Linked DNA regions of Ovis aries: region 2 is linked to region 1. The links are chromatin contacts, called in public Hi-C maps. All regions are on one chromosome and are shown on one strand. The core of a region is the stretch at or near the end of the contact, and the rest is flanking DNA. Distances in the headings are between cores, read along the strand shown. Region 1 has its middle 78 kb from the start of SLC18A1. Region 2 holds the start of LPL (lipoprotein lipase).

What was found. Hi-C and Micro-C count contacts between places; a contact is called where the count stands out from the background.
Region 2: a contact with region 1 is called in a Hi-C map of omental adipose tissue, with 4 times the contacts expected there. The contact joins the promoter of LPL here to the enhancer-like site in region 1. A contact is called at or near these places in 7 of 16 Hi-C or Micro-C datasets (blood, hypothalamus, liver and 4 more).

Annotation. Positions count from the first base shown.
Region 1 is chr2:45,726,673-45,734,301 of ARS-UI_Ramb_v3.0, forward strand. No RefSeq gene overlaps it. Among named protein-coding and RNA genes, the nearest start is that of SLC18A1, 78 kb to the left of the region's middle. Within about 2 kb of position 4,314, at least 2 of the 54 cell types and tissues checked have an H3K27ac peak or open chromatin away from gene starts, as enhancers often do.
Region 2 is chr2:45,938,584-45,946,212 of ARS-UI_Ramb_v3.0, forward strand. LPL (lipoprotein lipase) reads right to left here and starts at 3,526. Exons shown (of 10, transcript NM_001009394.1): 1 at 3,277-3,526. The coding sequence starts at 3,364.

The DNA of each region.
Region 1 (7,629 bases), core at 3,064-5,563:
CAGGTCCTTCTGATGGTCAGGAAGGCCAGGTGAGTGGTGGGAGAGGCTAGAGGCAACCAGCAAAGCACAGGGGGGTTCCTTTGTCAAGAGCCTGAAAGGCCAGACCAGGGAGTTTGGACATTAATCCATGGTCAGCTGGGATTATTAAGGGGTTTTATTCATATCCTGACATGGCCATGTTTACATTTTTAAAAGATCTCTCTGACAAACATGTGGAGGTTCTATGAGGTGGGGAGACCCTCTGAGCAGGAATACCTGCTTGGAATGTCTTCATTACACGTGAGAAAGGGGAAGGACCTGAAAGGGGGCAGAAGCAAAGATGACAGAGGAGATGGGATGAGTGAAAGGAGAATTATGGGACTTTGTTAAGATGAACACCGTTAGTGAGGAATAGAAGGAGGTGTCCAAAAATGTGGCCGTGTGTCTTCAATTTGGGAGATGGTTTCTATGGTGAAGCCTTTGACCAAGAGTGAAAATAAAGGAGGAGCAGGATGAGGGGGCGGTGCGGATTTTACCTTAGAGGCCAGTCAGTCGTACAGGCAAAGAGGGGGAAATAGAACAGCATAAGTGAGCCCCGAAAACATGGAGTTTGCCTGAAGCTGAGAAAGAAGACAGTTCAAGGAAGTGGTAGTCAGGACATCGGATGCCATGGAAAGGCCAGGCAGGAAGAAGAGCCAAAGGATATCATTACAGGGACATGTTGGGGTCACCAGGACCATATGAAGGCTTGATTTAGTGGACATGGGGACAGGCTACAGGATGATGAAGAAACTCACCAGCACCTTGATGCCTCTCTTTAAGGGCTGGAGTGTTGAAGAGAAGGCTATAAGTAGGGAGACAGAAATGTGCAAACTTTTTTTTTAAACTGCTCCTCAGTTTGTAGGTTTTCCTGTTTCTAATTATTTGACTGCGTCGAACCTTATTTTCAGCACACAGGCTCTGCAGTTGCCGTGTGTGTGACTAGTTGCCCTGCGGCATGTGGGATCCTAGCTTCCCGACCAGGGATCGAACCCACATCCCCTGCATTGCATGGTGGATTCTTAACAACTGGACCACCAGGGAAGTCCCCTGCACCTCAGTTTTCTCCTGAGGAAAAGGGGTAACATCTTCCTTCAGGCCATGTGCTGGGGTTTAATGGTATCATACATGCAAAAACACCCACGGTGTTGCCTCAGCAGTCCCAACTGAATTCTAAGATTTTCACTTGCAGTTATTCCCAACAAAGCGTTCCTGACAATGAGATTTCCTTCTTCTTGGGGTTGCCGGCAGCCCCCGTGTTTGATTGCAAGTTTATATGTACCTGTGGATCTTCTCTGTACACCTCACTGTCTGGGCTCTTCCCAGCCTGGAAGTGGGACGTCTAATTGCTGAAATTTTCTTGGTATCTAGTTTAGAGGTAGATAGCCTGAGCACTCAAAAATCCAGCCAATGAAGAGGGTGTGGAGAAAAGGGAACTCTCTTGCACTGTTGATGGGAATGCAAATCAGTACAGCCACTATGGAGAACAGTATGGAGATTCCTTGAAAAGCTAAGAATAAAACCACCATATGACCCAGCAATCCCGCTACTGGGCATAAACTCTGAGAAAACCATATTTGAAAAAGACACATGTAGCCCAATGTTCACTGAAGCACTATTTACAATAGCTAAGACTTGGAAGCAGCCTCTGTGTCCAATGACAGATAACTGGATAAACAAGTTGCAGTATGTATGCACAATGGAATATTGCTCAGCCATAAAAAGGAATATAAAAGGGAGTATTTGACTCAGTTCTAATGAGGTGGATGAACCTAGAGCCTATTATGAAGAGTGAAGTAAGAAAAAGAAAGACAAGTATCATATCTTAATGCATATATATGGGCTCTAGAGAGACGATACTGATGAACCTGTTTGCAGGGCGGCAGTGGAGACACAGACATATGGACACAGTAGGGGAAGGAGAGACTGGGATGAATTGAGAGAGCGGCGCTGAAACATACACATTACCGTGTGTAAAATTAGATAGCCAGTAGAGCTTTGCCATATGATGCAGGGAGCTCACACTGGTGCTCTGTGATCACCTTTAGGGGTGGGATGGGGTGGGAGGTGGCAGGGAGGTTCAAGAGAAGGGGGACATATGTATGCTTCTGGCTGATTCATGTTGATGTGTGGCAGAAACCAACACAATTTTATAAAGCAAATATCCTCCAATTAAAAGAAAAAAAAATCAAAACTGTCAAATAACTCTGTCATCCAGTAGGCTCAGGAGAAGGAGCTGGGGAAGTCAGGTCTGGAACAAACAGCATGCGTCCGATTTGAAAATTCCTGGCCCCACCATCTTTCTTAGGAAGCCCACTCTTGGGAGGTCCCTGGTGGTCCAGTGGCTAGAACTCTGTGCTCCCAGTGTAGAGGCCCTGAGTTCAATCCCCAGTCAGGGAACTAGATCCCACATGCTGCAACCTGGCATGCATGCGTGCTAAGACACTTCAATCGTGTCTGACTCTTTGTGACCCCATGGACTGTAGCCTGCCATGCTTCTCTGTCTGTGGGATTCTTCAGGCAAGAATACTGGAGTGGGTTTCCATGCCCTTCTCCAGGGGATCTTCTGGCCCAGAGATCGAACCCGAGTCTCTTACATCTCCTGCATTGGTAGGTGAGTTCTTTATCACTAGTGCAACCTGGGATGCCTAAGACCTGGCACAGCCAAATAAATAAACATTAAAAAAAGGAAAGCCCGCCTTGGTAAGTCAGCACATGGGCCTGTATTGACCCCCTGTGAACAGCTGAGGAGCACGTTTCCCTCCGGGTAATTTCTCTACCTGCACACAGCTCCTGACACCCAGCAGCATTTATCTAACCTGGACTTTTATTTTCCTAGAACAGCACTCTGCTGATTTTAGGAATGCCCCTTTTACCCTTCTAGTAAGGATAAAGTCTCTAAAACTCCTATCAAAGATAAACTTAATTCAGACAGGGAATTGTGGACAGTAGCAGGGGGTATGGTGCTGGCTGTGTTGCAGCCTAATAGGGAGGAGATGGTGAAGCTGGCAGGACTCTCTGGTGCTTGGGGGACCACCCCCGAGTTCCTCACTGCACCTGGCCAGTGCTTTGGACATAGAAGGTGCTCAAAAAGCATCTGATGAGCAAATGACACAAAGGAGAGTATGAATGAGTGGATTTGGCTCATTTACTAAGAGGCTGAAATGAACATGGGGTCGCACCGGAAATGGTCTTGGGAAGAGGTAAACCGGTAGGTCATACAGTGCTAGGGGGCAGGGCGAGCACGTGGATCAGCTTGTATGTTTCAGCGTGTCCTTAAAGCACCTTCCAGCCTCGGAAGCTGGCAGCCACAACTTCATAGCATTCCAAATGCCTGTGTCACTTTCTTTCTTTTTCTGTTTTTAAAATAAGGTCTCTATAATATAAGAAACTAATCACCAGTCCAGGTTCGATGCAGGATACAGGATGCTTGGGGCTGGTGCACTGGGATGACCCAGAGGGATGGTACAGGAAGGGAGGTGGGAGGGAAGTTCAGGATGGGGAACACGTGTACACCCGTGGCAGATTCATGTTGATGTATGGCAAAACCAATACAATATTGTAAAGTAATTAGCCTCCAATTAAAATAAATAAATTTAAATTAAAAAAATAAACAAAATAAAATAAGGTCTCTATTGCATATTTTTTTGTTGTTCAGCTCAGTTCAGTTGCTCAGTCTTGTCTGACTCTTTGCAACCCCATGGACTACAGCACACCAGGCTTCCCTGTCCATCACCAACTCCCAGAACTTACTCAAGCTCATGTCCATTATTTACTTATTTTTATGTATTTATTTATTTGGCTGCACTGGGTCTTGCCTGGGACACATCAGATCTTCCATTGTGCCGCATGGACTCCCTAGTGGTGCCTAACCTAGAGTGGGCATTCTTTTTTTAAATTGTATTTATTTATGTATTTCCCTGGTGGCTCAGATGGTAAAGCATCTGCCTACAGTGCGGGAGACCCGGGTTCAATCCTGGGTTAGGAAGATCCTCTGGAGAAGGAAATGGCAGCCCACTCCAGTACTCCTCTTGCCTGGAAAATCCCACGGAAGGAGGAGCGTGATAGGCTACAGTCCATGGGGTCGCAAAGAATCAGACATGACTGAGTGACTTCACTTCACTTTCTTGTGTGTTTATTACTGGCTGTACGGGGTCTTCGTCATTTTGCTCAGGCTTGCTTTTTAGCTGCAGCGAGCAGAGGCCACTCTCTGTTGCAGGGCGCAGGGTTCTCACTGTGGTGGCTTCTCTAGTTTTGGAGCACAGGCTCTGGGCGTATGGGCTTCAGCAGCTGAGACCCTCGGGCTTTGTTGCTCTGTGGCATGTGGTGTCTTCCCAGACCAGGAACTGAACCTGTGTCCCCTGTGTTGAGAGGCGGGTTCATAACTAATGGATCACCAGGGAAGTCCCCTTGTGTCGCTTTCATTCCACACCCATTAACACAATGCAGGAAAAGTGGATTCTAGAATGTTGGGAAAATCATTTCCTAGAGAGAACTTTTGCAGGGCCTGTCTCTGGCTTGGAGAGGTCAGTAGGGAATTATTCTAGCAAAACCACCCCTGGGGCTTGCTCAACTGAGACACTTAAACCCAGAATGAGAATGAGAGCATCCATGCGACATTCTCTGGGAGTCTGCAGAATTGACTGTTGCGAAGTTTGAATAGAACAAACATGGTGCTAACTCAAGTTAAAAGCTACTATAATCTGTTTATGGGGCTGTGGTTTGTTTCCCTTGAGACGTTTCCAGGCTCTGCTCAGTGGACTGGGCTGTGTCTGGTGGCTGGAGGCCACCAGGAAGCTGTGTCACACAGCCAAGAGAGTTGGTAGTGGGTGTCTGGCCCAAACAGGTCACAGAGTTTAGAAGGAGCCTCAAACAGCTAGCGGGCTTCTTGGGCTCCCAGGAGAATCAGGCCAGTGTTACTGATTTTGGGGAATTCATCCTCAATTTTATTCTTCTGTAGCTTTGACCAATTGAGATTTTTCAGAAGTAGCCTACAAAACCTCATACCCTGGGAAGAACTGGGCCCACGTTCACTTTCTTTCCCCTCCAAGAGTCTAGGATATTTTACCTTCAAGGAGGTAAAGAAATCACTGAGGTTTCTTAGCTTTGACTATCTCAGCTGCTAATTCATTTTCTTAGTTTAGAAATACGCTTTCACTGTTATGAGTTGCTTTAATTCTTATACATAGCAACTTCATTTGAGCATGTAAAAGTATGCCATTAAATGCATGGAGATATGTCTTCAAATTACCAAAGGAAAAATGCCAGTAGGCCCAAGGAATAGTTGAGTCTTGGGATCCCTATGTTCTCCATTCCAGAGCCTGTTCTGTAGCAGAGTGAATTCCAAGCAGAAGCTCAATAAGCCTCAGCAAGAAAGATGAAAACTTCTTTATTCCCCCAGTGGTTTGCGAAGACAGTGGGCCAACCCACATGAGAGGTAGTGCCCAGAAAGAGAGAGATTTATTGGAAGAGTCAGGCATAAGTGTCAGTATGAGAAATATCTGAAGCATTGAACCCCATGCCTGGTCCTATATCAAGGAGAGTAAGGATTTTTTGTTAATGCTGTGTCTTTGTTACTGTGCACGGGCTACTTAGAGAGTAATAGTTGCAGGGTGCAGGATTGTCATTGCAGTGGTTTCTTTCCCTGCAGAGCACGGGCTCTAGGACATGTGGGCCCAGTAGCTGTGGCTCACGAGCTAAGCTGCTCTGCAACATGGGATCTTCCTGGGTGAGGGATCAAATTGATGTCTCCTGCACTGGCAGGGGGATGCTCTACCACTGAGTCACCAGCAGAGCCCCCTGGGTCTTTATTATTATTATTATGATTGGAGTATAATTGCTTTATATTGCTGTATTAGTTCTGGGTCTTACTTGCAGCATGTGAACTCCCAGTTGTAGCGTGTGGGATCTAATTCCTTGGTGGCGGTGGTGGTGGTTTAGTCACTAAGTTGTGTCTGACTCTTGCGACCCCATGGACTGTAGTCTGCCAGGTTCCTCTGTCCATGGGATTCTCCAGGCAAGAATACTGAAGTGAGTTGCCATTTTCTTCTCCTTGACCAGGAATCACTGGGCCATCTAAAAAGTAAGAGAGTTCCAGAAAGACATCTATTTCTGCTTCATTGACTATGCCAAAGCCTTTGACAATGGATCACAATAAATTGTGGAAAATTCTTCAAGAGATGGGAATACCAGACCACCTGACCTGCCTTTTGAGAAACCTGTATGCAGGTCAGGAAGCAACAGTTAGAACTGGACATGGAACAACAGACTGGTTCCAAATAGGAAAAGGAGTATGTCAAGGCTGTATATTGTCACCCTGCTTATTTAACTTATACTCAGAGTACATCATGAGAAATGCTGGGCTAGTAGAAGCACAAGCTGGAATCAAGATTGCCAGGAGAAATATCAATAACCTCAGATATGCAGATGACACCACCCTTAAGGCAGAAAGTGAAGAGGAACTAAAAGCCTCTTGAGGAAAGTGAAAGAGGAGAGTGAAAAAGTTGGCTTAAAGCTCAACATTCAGAAAACGAAGATCATGGCACCTGGTCCCATCACTTCATGGCAAATAGATGGGGAAATAGTGGAAACAGTGTCAGACTTCATTTTTTTGGGCTCCAAAATCACAGCAGATGGTGACTGCAGCCATGAAATTGAAAGACGCTTACTCCTTGGAAGGAAAGTTATGACCAACCTAGATAGCATATTCAAAAGCAGAGACATTGCCAACAAAGGTCCATCTAGTCAAGGCTATGGTTTTTCCAGTAGTCATGTATGGATGTGAAAGTTGGACTGTGAAGAAAGCTGAGCACCGAAGAACTGATGCTTTTGAACTGTGGTGTTGGAGAAGACTCTTGAGAGTCTCTTGGACTGCAAGGAGATCCAACCAGTCCATTCTAAAGGCGATCAGTCCTAGGTATTCTTTGGAAAGACTGATGCTAAAGCTGAAGCTCCAATACTTTGGCCACCTCATGCGAAGAGTTGACTCATTGGAAAAGACTCTGATACTGGGAGGGATTGGGGACAGGAGGTGAAGGGGATGACGGAGGATGAGATGGCTAGATGGCATCACTGAGTCTATGAACAGGAGTTTGAGTGATTTCCGGGAGATGGTGATGGACAGGGAGGCCTGGTGTGCTGCAATTCATGGAGTCGCAAAGAGTCAGACACGACTGAGTGACTGAACTGACCTGAACTGACCAGGAATCAAATCTGGGCCCCCCTGCATTGGGAGCATAGAGTCTTAGCCACTGAACCACCAGGGAAGTCCCCAGAGTAAGGAATTTTGGCAGCCCACATTGTAGGGGAAGTCCTTGCTGATTTAACAGGGAGATACAAAGAGGTTCATTTGAAAGAGACACTGAAGAAGAAGATCGGGAGGCCACCGTGAGGCATTTCAGTGCTATCCATCTCCACTCCAGCCTCCATATAGTGGGGTTACTTTATATCTAGTATCCTCAGGTCTTCAGGAACCAAATCTTCCTGAGCTGCAATAGAAGGACTTCTATTTTACAACAAATAACAACTGAGATTCAAAGGCAGGGGCTTGGAATTGTTATCCAGTCAAGCCAAGACCTACTGAATCGATACCTTATGGCACACTCGTGGATG
Region 2 (7,629 bases), core at 2,276-4,775, 210 kb after region 1:
ACCCTTTAAAGGTATACTTATAGAAGGTACATTATAGGAGGAGCATTGAGCATCCCAGAAAAGTGACTCTAAAGGCAGTTCACAGTTATCAGATAAATAAGATTAACATTTATATGAAGACATGAGGTATATGAGCTCAATTATAATGCCATTCTCTTAAAGTTTTTACTTCCTTCCTTTCTCTGTTTGTTTTTCCTCTCTGACACACACAAACATACACTCCTAAATAATGTCATCAGTAATTCACTTCTTCTCTGAGGCTGATGGTCATAATTATCAGCTCAGCTTCTATAGAATGCTGACCCCCCGCTCCCCACCAAAAAAAAAAAAAAAGGTTTGGGGAAAAAAATCAGTGTTGCTATCTGAATGAACTGATTGGAGTTTTCAGACATTCTAATGTAGACAAGCCGCTTGCTTACCTAACAAGCAGATTGACTTTCCAATTTTACAAAAAAAAATGTTTGCAAAAATATCAGCTGTAAACTCTACAGCCTAATTTCTCCTCCTGAAATAAAGCAAGAAAGGATGGTTGAGCTAAAAATACACCGCCAGAAAGAAAGTGAACATTTCCTGCTGCCAAAATTTCCCCGGTGCCTGACTCCCACCTTTCCATACATTAATCAATCATGCTCTTGCTGAGCTCTGCTTCATTTGAAGGTGCTATGTGCTATTTTGCTGTCATCACTCATCATGTTTAACTCAGATATTAGCCTAGAAATTCTCTATGGCCAGTCAAACAGACTTGTAGCTACTGAGCTCTTCAAATTTCCTAATGAGGCCATGCAGAGATTGTGGTGGCTCCAAGAAAAAAAAAAAGAGCCTGAGGGCAGTGCCCATATCCTCATATTTTTCTTAGAAATCGAAAACAGAGAAGTATAGTCAGAGCCCAGAGGTGGTGGTACTTACCATTCCCTCCTCACACTTGTTCGTTTCTACTCTGAATGTCTTACATTCCTACCTAAATTAGTTTGGAGGAGAGAGCAGAGAGTTGCTGTGATAGAAGAGGCATTATGTAAAGAGGGGATGGGGGTTAGAGTGAGAGTGGGAAGGAAGGATGGGGGGGATTAATTTCAAGTCCATTTCCAAATGATTCCTCCCTTACAAAGCATTTATAGCTAGGAAAAACAGATTGATTAAAATCCAATTTAATTCCTTAATCACTTGTGTCTATTTGCATGGAAGAGTAAGGAATTAAAGGGTCTAAGAGGATTTTGAGTCTGGTCTAAATTCCTCATTTTAGGACTGAAGAAGCAAAATCCAGACAGGTGACACTTACTAGCCCAGTAATTTAGGGTCCTGAATCTCTCAGGGAGTCTGACAAAAACTGTAAAACTGTGAATGACACTTATTTGTGTGTGTTTCTGGTCTAAGTAACATTATCCCGTGATGTACTATCTGAAACAAGAATTTGGACTTTGTTCCAACCATTTTCTCAGATAGTGTAAAACACACATGCTACTTGGTAAGATGTTTGCCTGTGTGTCTGGTCAGTCGCCCTAGTTCTGTAGGACTCTGTGGGACCCCATGGGCCCTAGCCTGCTGGATTCCACCATCCATGGGATTTTCCCGGCAAGAATACCCGGCTGGGTTGCCATGCCCTCCTCCAGGGAATTTTCCCGACCCAGGGATCAAACCCATGTCTCCTGAGTCTCCTTTCTCCTGATGCTGGGATAGACTGAAGGCAGGAGGAGAAGGGGACAACAGAGGATGAGATGGTTGGATGGCATCACCAACTCCCTGGACACTAGTATAAGCAAACTCCGGGAGATGGTGAAGGACAGGGAAGCCTGGTGTGCTGCAGTCCGTGGGGTTGCAAAGAGTCAGACACGACTTAGCGACTGAACAACAACAAATTGAACCTCCAGTGTTCTCAAACTGATCTGACAGAAAAGATACTTTTATCAGCTTTCCTTTTTTTAACCTATGAAAAATGCTATTTCATGTACATCAGAAACTAACAAAACATGGTAAAGCAACTTTACTCCGACTTAAATAAATTAAAAATGTTATTTCACAACTCTGTGCTGAAATAGCAAAGTCAGGGACAAACTTAGTAGCAAAGTCAGAGACAAACTTCACTATAAAATGAGCCACTGCAGGACGTGCCGCCTGAAAGCACATCCAGGAGACACGCCCCAACTGCAATTCCACCAAAGAGAAAAGAAAACGTTGCCTCTTTTTATGACTTGCTTCAGCTACCTTTTTAGTTCTGCTGTGTGTTAGCTGAACCAAGGCTCAAGTTACACAGGCTGCCTCTATTGTGGGCAGGTCTCGGGCTGGGCGCTCTTCTTCCCTGCAATAAACTCACATCTGGCCTGGACGCCTTATCCCTGGTGAGCGGTGACTGGGGTTCCGCCAGTGGCCTCCCCGTGGCGCCCAAGAAGCCCCAAGAGCTCGGACCGCACCGCGGGGCAGGGCGCCCGAGTCGGGCTCAGCTCCGAGAACAGTCCGAGGACAGTAAGGGTAGCCAAGCGCAAACCTGGCAATCTCCAAGTCAGCGGTCAGATTGCTGGTCGCTCTGCCACGTTTTTCACGGCGGGGGGTGGGGGTGAGGGGAGCGGTGGTCAACCCTTCACCAGGTTTGCTGGCAGCTAAGTAAAGCCGAGGGTACAAGAGTGGAAAATGGACAGCTTCCCCGACGCGCCAGTGCGTGCAGGACCCCGCGTGCCCAGGACTTCGCGCCCCGCGTCCTCTCCTCCACGTCCCTCCACGTGGAGAGCAAGAGTGTCCAGGGTTGGGGTCAGTGCCTCCCCCCGCTCCACTACGGGCCGGCTTCTCCAGAAGGGGCCACTTTTTACTCGCGCTCTCACTGGCTGGGGCTGAGCTGCGACCAAGGCCAAGCCAGGGTCACCTTGGCCCCCTTCATTTCATTCCAGGGCCCCTGCAAGAGGAGAGGTTAAAGCAGGTCACCGCGGGCAGAGCCCTTCCTCCCGCCTCCGGGCCCCGCCCCTCACACTCTACCGGACCTACCCGGCTCATTTCCCTGTAGAGCCCAGGCTCCAGGGAACTCAGCCGCAGCTGGAGTAGAGAGGACTGCGCGCGAAAGAGAGAAAGGGGAGTTGGGAGCCGCCCCAAAGAGATCGGAGGAAAAGTCTCCTCCGTGCTCCTTCCAGATCCCACCCCCGCGACCCTATCTGAGGCAAGCGCTCGGGCTAGGAGAGGCCCCGGTGCTCATCGCAGCCCCTTCCTACTTTCTTTCCTTCTCATCCTCACAACGTGTGCAAATGGCCACTGAGCCTATTCTGCAAGTGGGGAGTCTGCGCGCAAAAAACTTACTGTCGGCGGCGACCAGCCCTCCGCGGGAGACGGTCAGACTCTGCAGCCACACGCTCAGAGCCAGCAGAAGCAGGACCTTGCTCTCCATCTCGGGGGATGTCCCTCCGTAGGAGATGCGGGGCACCGGGCGCGAGCGCGGACAGAGCAGTAGAGCCGCTGAGCCCGAGGCGGCAGCAGGCTGGAGCAGCGGTCTGGCGCGGAGCAAGTCACCCTTTAAAGGGGAGGGTGGGGAGCTAGAAGCGGCAGGTTTCCCCGGAGGAGGAGGAGGTGGGGGAGGAGAAAATGAGTCTGACACTGTTTCCACTCCACGGCTGCTTATGTGATTGGAAATATGCAAATAAACCTCATCACCTATTGGCTATAAAATCATAAGTTGGGGGGAGGATACTAAATTCACTTTCAAATATTTGAGCAAACTGAAATGCGGTTCAACTCTGCAAGGGAGAAGAAGGGGAAAGGGCAGAAGGAAAAATTTTACTTTCTCTAGGAGGGCAATTTGCTTTTCCTAAGGGGTCTGGCTCTCTTGGGTCCCCTATACAAACACCAAACAAAGGTTTTTATGGCTTTATGTGAAATACTCTGTAATCATCTGTTTTCTAAGAAAGGGAAGTTAAGTTGTTAAACTACATTTGGGCAATACCCAGCTTCTTTTGATGGCTTCTGTTTGTAACTTGCAGTGTCTGTTTTGTTTTCTGTTTGCCCCCTCCCCCGCCAATTCTCCTGGACAACGTCAATCTAAGGACCCATGGACACACGTTTTTCTGCAGCTTGAGCTTGCACAATCTGGTATTTTAACTTTGGTGAAATGGATTGGCTTATGTAGTTGAGAAAAGCCCTCTTGCTCTAACTAGTTTCTAATTTTTGCCTTAATGCAAGTTATATTCAATCCTCAAACTCATCAAGAAATGCAAAGTAACATTTTATCCTCAGAGGCAGAATGTTGAAGCCAGACAGCCTGGAAGTGTATTGTTATGCTAAGTGAAAGAAGCCAGTCACAGAAGATGCACATCCTATTATTTCCTTTGCATAAAATGTCCACTAATAGGCAAACCTTAGGGACAGAGAGTAGATTAATGATTACCTAGTGCTGGGGACTAGGGGAGGCAGGAGAATGGAGATGATTTTGGAGGGGATGGTGATGGAAATGTTCAAAAATTACATTATGGTGATGGTTGTACAGCTGAGTAAATACACTAGCAACATGGACTTATACACTTTAAATGGGAGAACTTTATGGTACATAAATTATATTTTAAATAAAGCTATTAAAAAGATGTGTTCAGGTATGCAAGTAAAATAACACGAATAATGAAATCACTTTGGATGTTGTATTTTCTTTGACAAAATGCTCAGAATACTTTCAAATGTCTTTTTAAATGTAAAGAACTTGAATTAGCCAGGAGAGATAATTAACTGTATACACTCCACTTTACATCTGAGAAATGGGCTCATAACCCAAACCCTCCAATTCACTGTCTATATTGGATTATTTCTCTGAATACTTCTAATGCTTCCTTCTACTCATCCCTCCTTCTTCCATCCCCCTCTCTCACAGACACACAAAAACACACACAAGCACAATCTACATTTATATGTTAGACAGATGAAGAGCATACAATTTAAATTAGGCTCACAGTTTAAGCTTTTCTCAAAAACAAAATACTTGATAGTGCTCAAATAATTCAGTTTGTTATTCTATGGAATAGAGTTCTATCTTTAAGTGTTAAATGTGTGCTGTGCTCAGTCGTGTCCGACTCTTTGAGACCCTATGGACTATAGTCCATCAGGCTCCTCTATCCATGGGATTTTTCAGGCATGATTACTGGAGTGGGTTGCCATTTGCTTCTAGAGGGGATCTTCCCCATCCAGGGATTGAACCCAAGTCTCCTGGGTCTCCAGCACTGGCAGGGAGATTCTTTATCACTGAGCCATCTGGGAAGCCTCAAAGTGTTAAATGCCACAGCACAATTTGTCTTGTATTACAATTACTAAAAAGTATTCTGCACATTCATTCTATCCTGCAAAACATGTAAAGGACTTAGATGCCTATAAGAGCTTTAGAAGTAGTCAAACCGATCAAGCAGTGGATGAACAACTATGACATGGCAGTCTTCTAAAAATTCTATAGTAAAGTCTAACTTTAAAAAAGATATAAGATGAGTACATTTGCATCGCATTGCTCAAGGTGTAAATAACATATAAACAAAAGTGGAGAAATGTTTACTATCTTATATAGAATACAAATGAAGTCTATTTTTACCAGAAATATTTGCCAAGACAGCCAAATCAATCTGCACTGCTGTGCCTTTCAGAGAACTGCAAAATTTTAAGTATTAATAATAATTGCAAAAGGGAAGTGTGATGCTTATAATGTATGTTTGAACTGATTTTTCAGGTTAACAGACAGACACAAACTTAAAGCAATCAGGAGTTAAGAGTAATTTTAAAAAATATGAAACAGGCTTTGTAGTGGCCTGTATGGTTATACTGCGTGTGCATCAGAGTTGCAGGGATTTCCAGGAAGAATTCACTCACAGCAGCTCAGCGTGGTAGAAAAGGAGACAGGTTGGCTCCAGTCCCTGGAACAAGCAGTGGGCAGGTGGGTGTGGCGCCAAGACGCTCTCTTGATTGGCTGCCCTCAGAGCGTTAGGCGCATGTGTTCCCTTGCACAGGCTCGCCTGATCTTCAAGTCCAGACTGTCTGTGCGTTAACAAAGTGCCTCGCCCAAACTTCAGCAACGTTATCTGATCACTGATAGTGTGAGCCTTGACTTTTTCCCTGAGTGGCGTTTCCTTTGTAACAGATATAAAAAGCTTCAGGTTAAAAGATACTAAGCTTTTTATAAACATTTAACAAACAAGTATAGGCGAGGACATTTGCGGTATAAAGCTTAAAACAATGTAAAACGTTAAATGGGCATGCCTAAAGAAATGACCAGAAAGCTCCAGAACTCCACATGTAGGAAAGTTTTTTCTATCTACTTACCTATCTATATATCTATCATTTAAATTAAAGTCCTGTTGTTTGCACACGCTGGCTACTTTTCATCCCTTTATGCACTTAATCATTTAAAAATGCCTGAACTTAATGACATTCCTGTTGTATAGAGGAGGAAATATGAAACTCAAGAAAGATTAAATGAAGTAACCACAAATCACAAAGTGTTTTGGGGTTTGTTTGTGTTCTTTGTGATCCAAAGAAAGAATGAAAATGTATTTGATGCATTATATTTTAATATTGCTCTAATTGCCAATTGCTCTGTGTTCTCTTGCACAGGCTCACATGATCTCCAAGTCCAGACTGTCTGTGCCTTAACAAAGTGCTTGCCTAAACCTTGTCCAAACCAAAAATAGCTGGGAAGCAGATATTTTTTCTACATCCATGGTTCATTGCAGCTTTTATTTTGTGGCTCTTTTGCTAAATTAATATGATGAAATGTCTAAGTGGACTCTGAAAGAGCATCTATATTGAAGTGAACCTGGTCTCTATCACCAAAATTATATTTAACCTAGAAAAAAACATGGATAATACAAATAAAATTTATAAATTCAAAATTTTAAATATTTAAAAAAGCTTTACTGAAGGAGGAAATGGCAACCCATTCCAGTATTCCTGCTGGGAAATTTCCCATGGACAGAGAAGCCTGACAGGCTACGATCCATAGGGTCACAAAGAGTCACTGCACAACTAAGCAACTAAGCAGGCATGCACGCCTAAAGGATAGAGTATGATGCTAGCCACAACTTAAAATAAGAGAACCAAAAGAAGTCAGCAAAGGCAAGAGGAAAGGAACATCTTGAGACACTGAAAGCCAACCCAGAAAAAACATTTAGATCTACTGACTTTAATACAAACAAATACAAAATGTTACTAAATATTGCTATAAAAGACTTTCCCATTGCTACCCAACTGTATCCTAGGATTGAATTGTAGAGAGGGAGAAACCCAAGCTATATCTAAACAGAGATGACGATATGACAATAAGGATGAGGATGAGAATGAAGCTGAAGTTATAGCTCTGGAATCTAGGACTTGAGGTTGGAGCAGTTGATAAGTGAAGATAATGGTCTTGTACATCTCTTCTCTTATTCATTGCCTAACAAAGCTACCCAAGTAGCTACCTATCCAAGAGGGAATTAATCTCAGACAGATAGAATTAGTTCTTGATTGGTAAAGCTGGGAGTTATCCTCTCAAAAACTTAAAGTACAAATAAATGTTATATTTTGTCAATTTGCTACTATCTCTCTCCTCCATCAGAATCAAGTAAAGGGAGCAGGGTTACTTTCTTTGTTTTGGGGCAAAGGAATTGTGAGGTGTAGGGAAAATTGCTTTAAATGATTAAAGTACAGTGT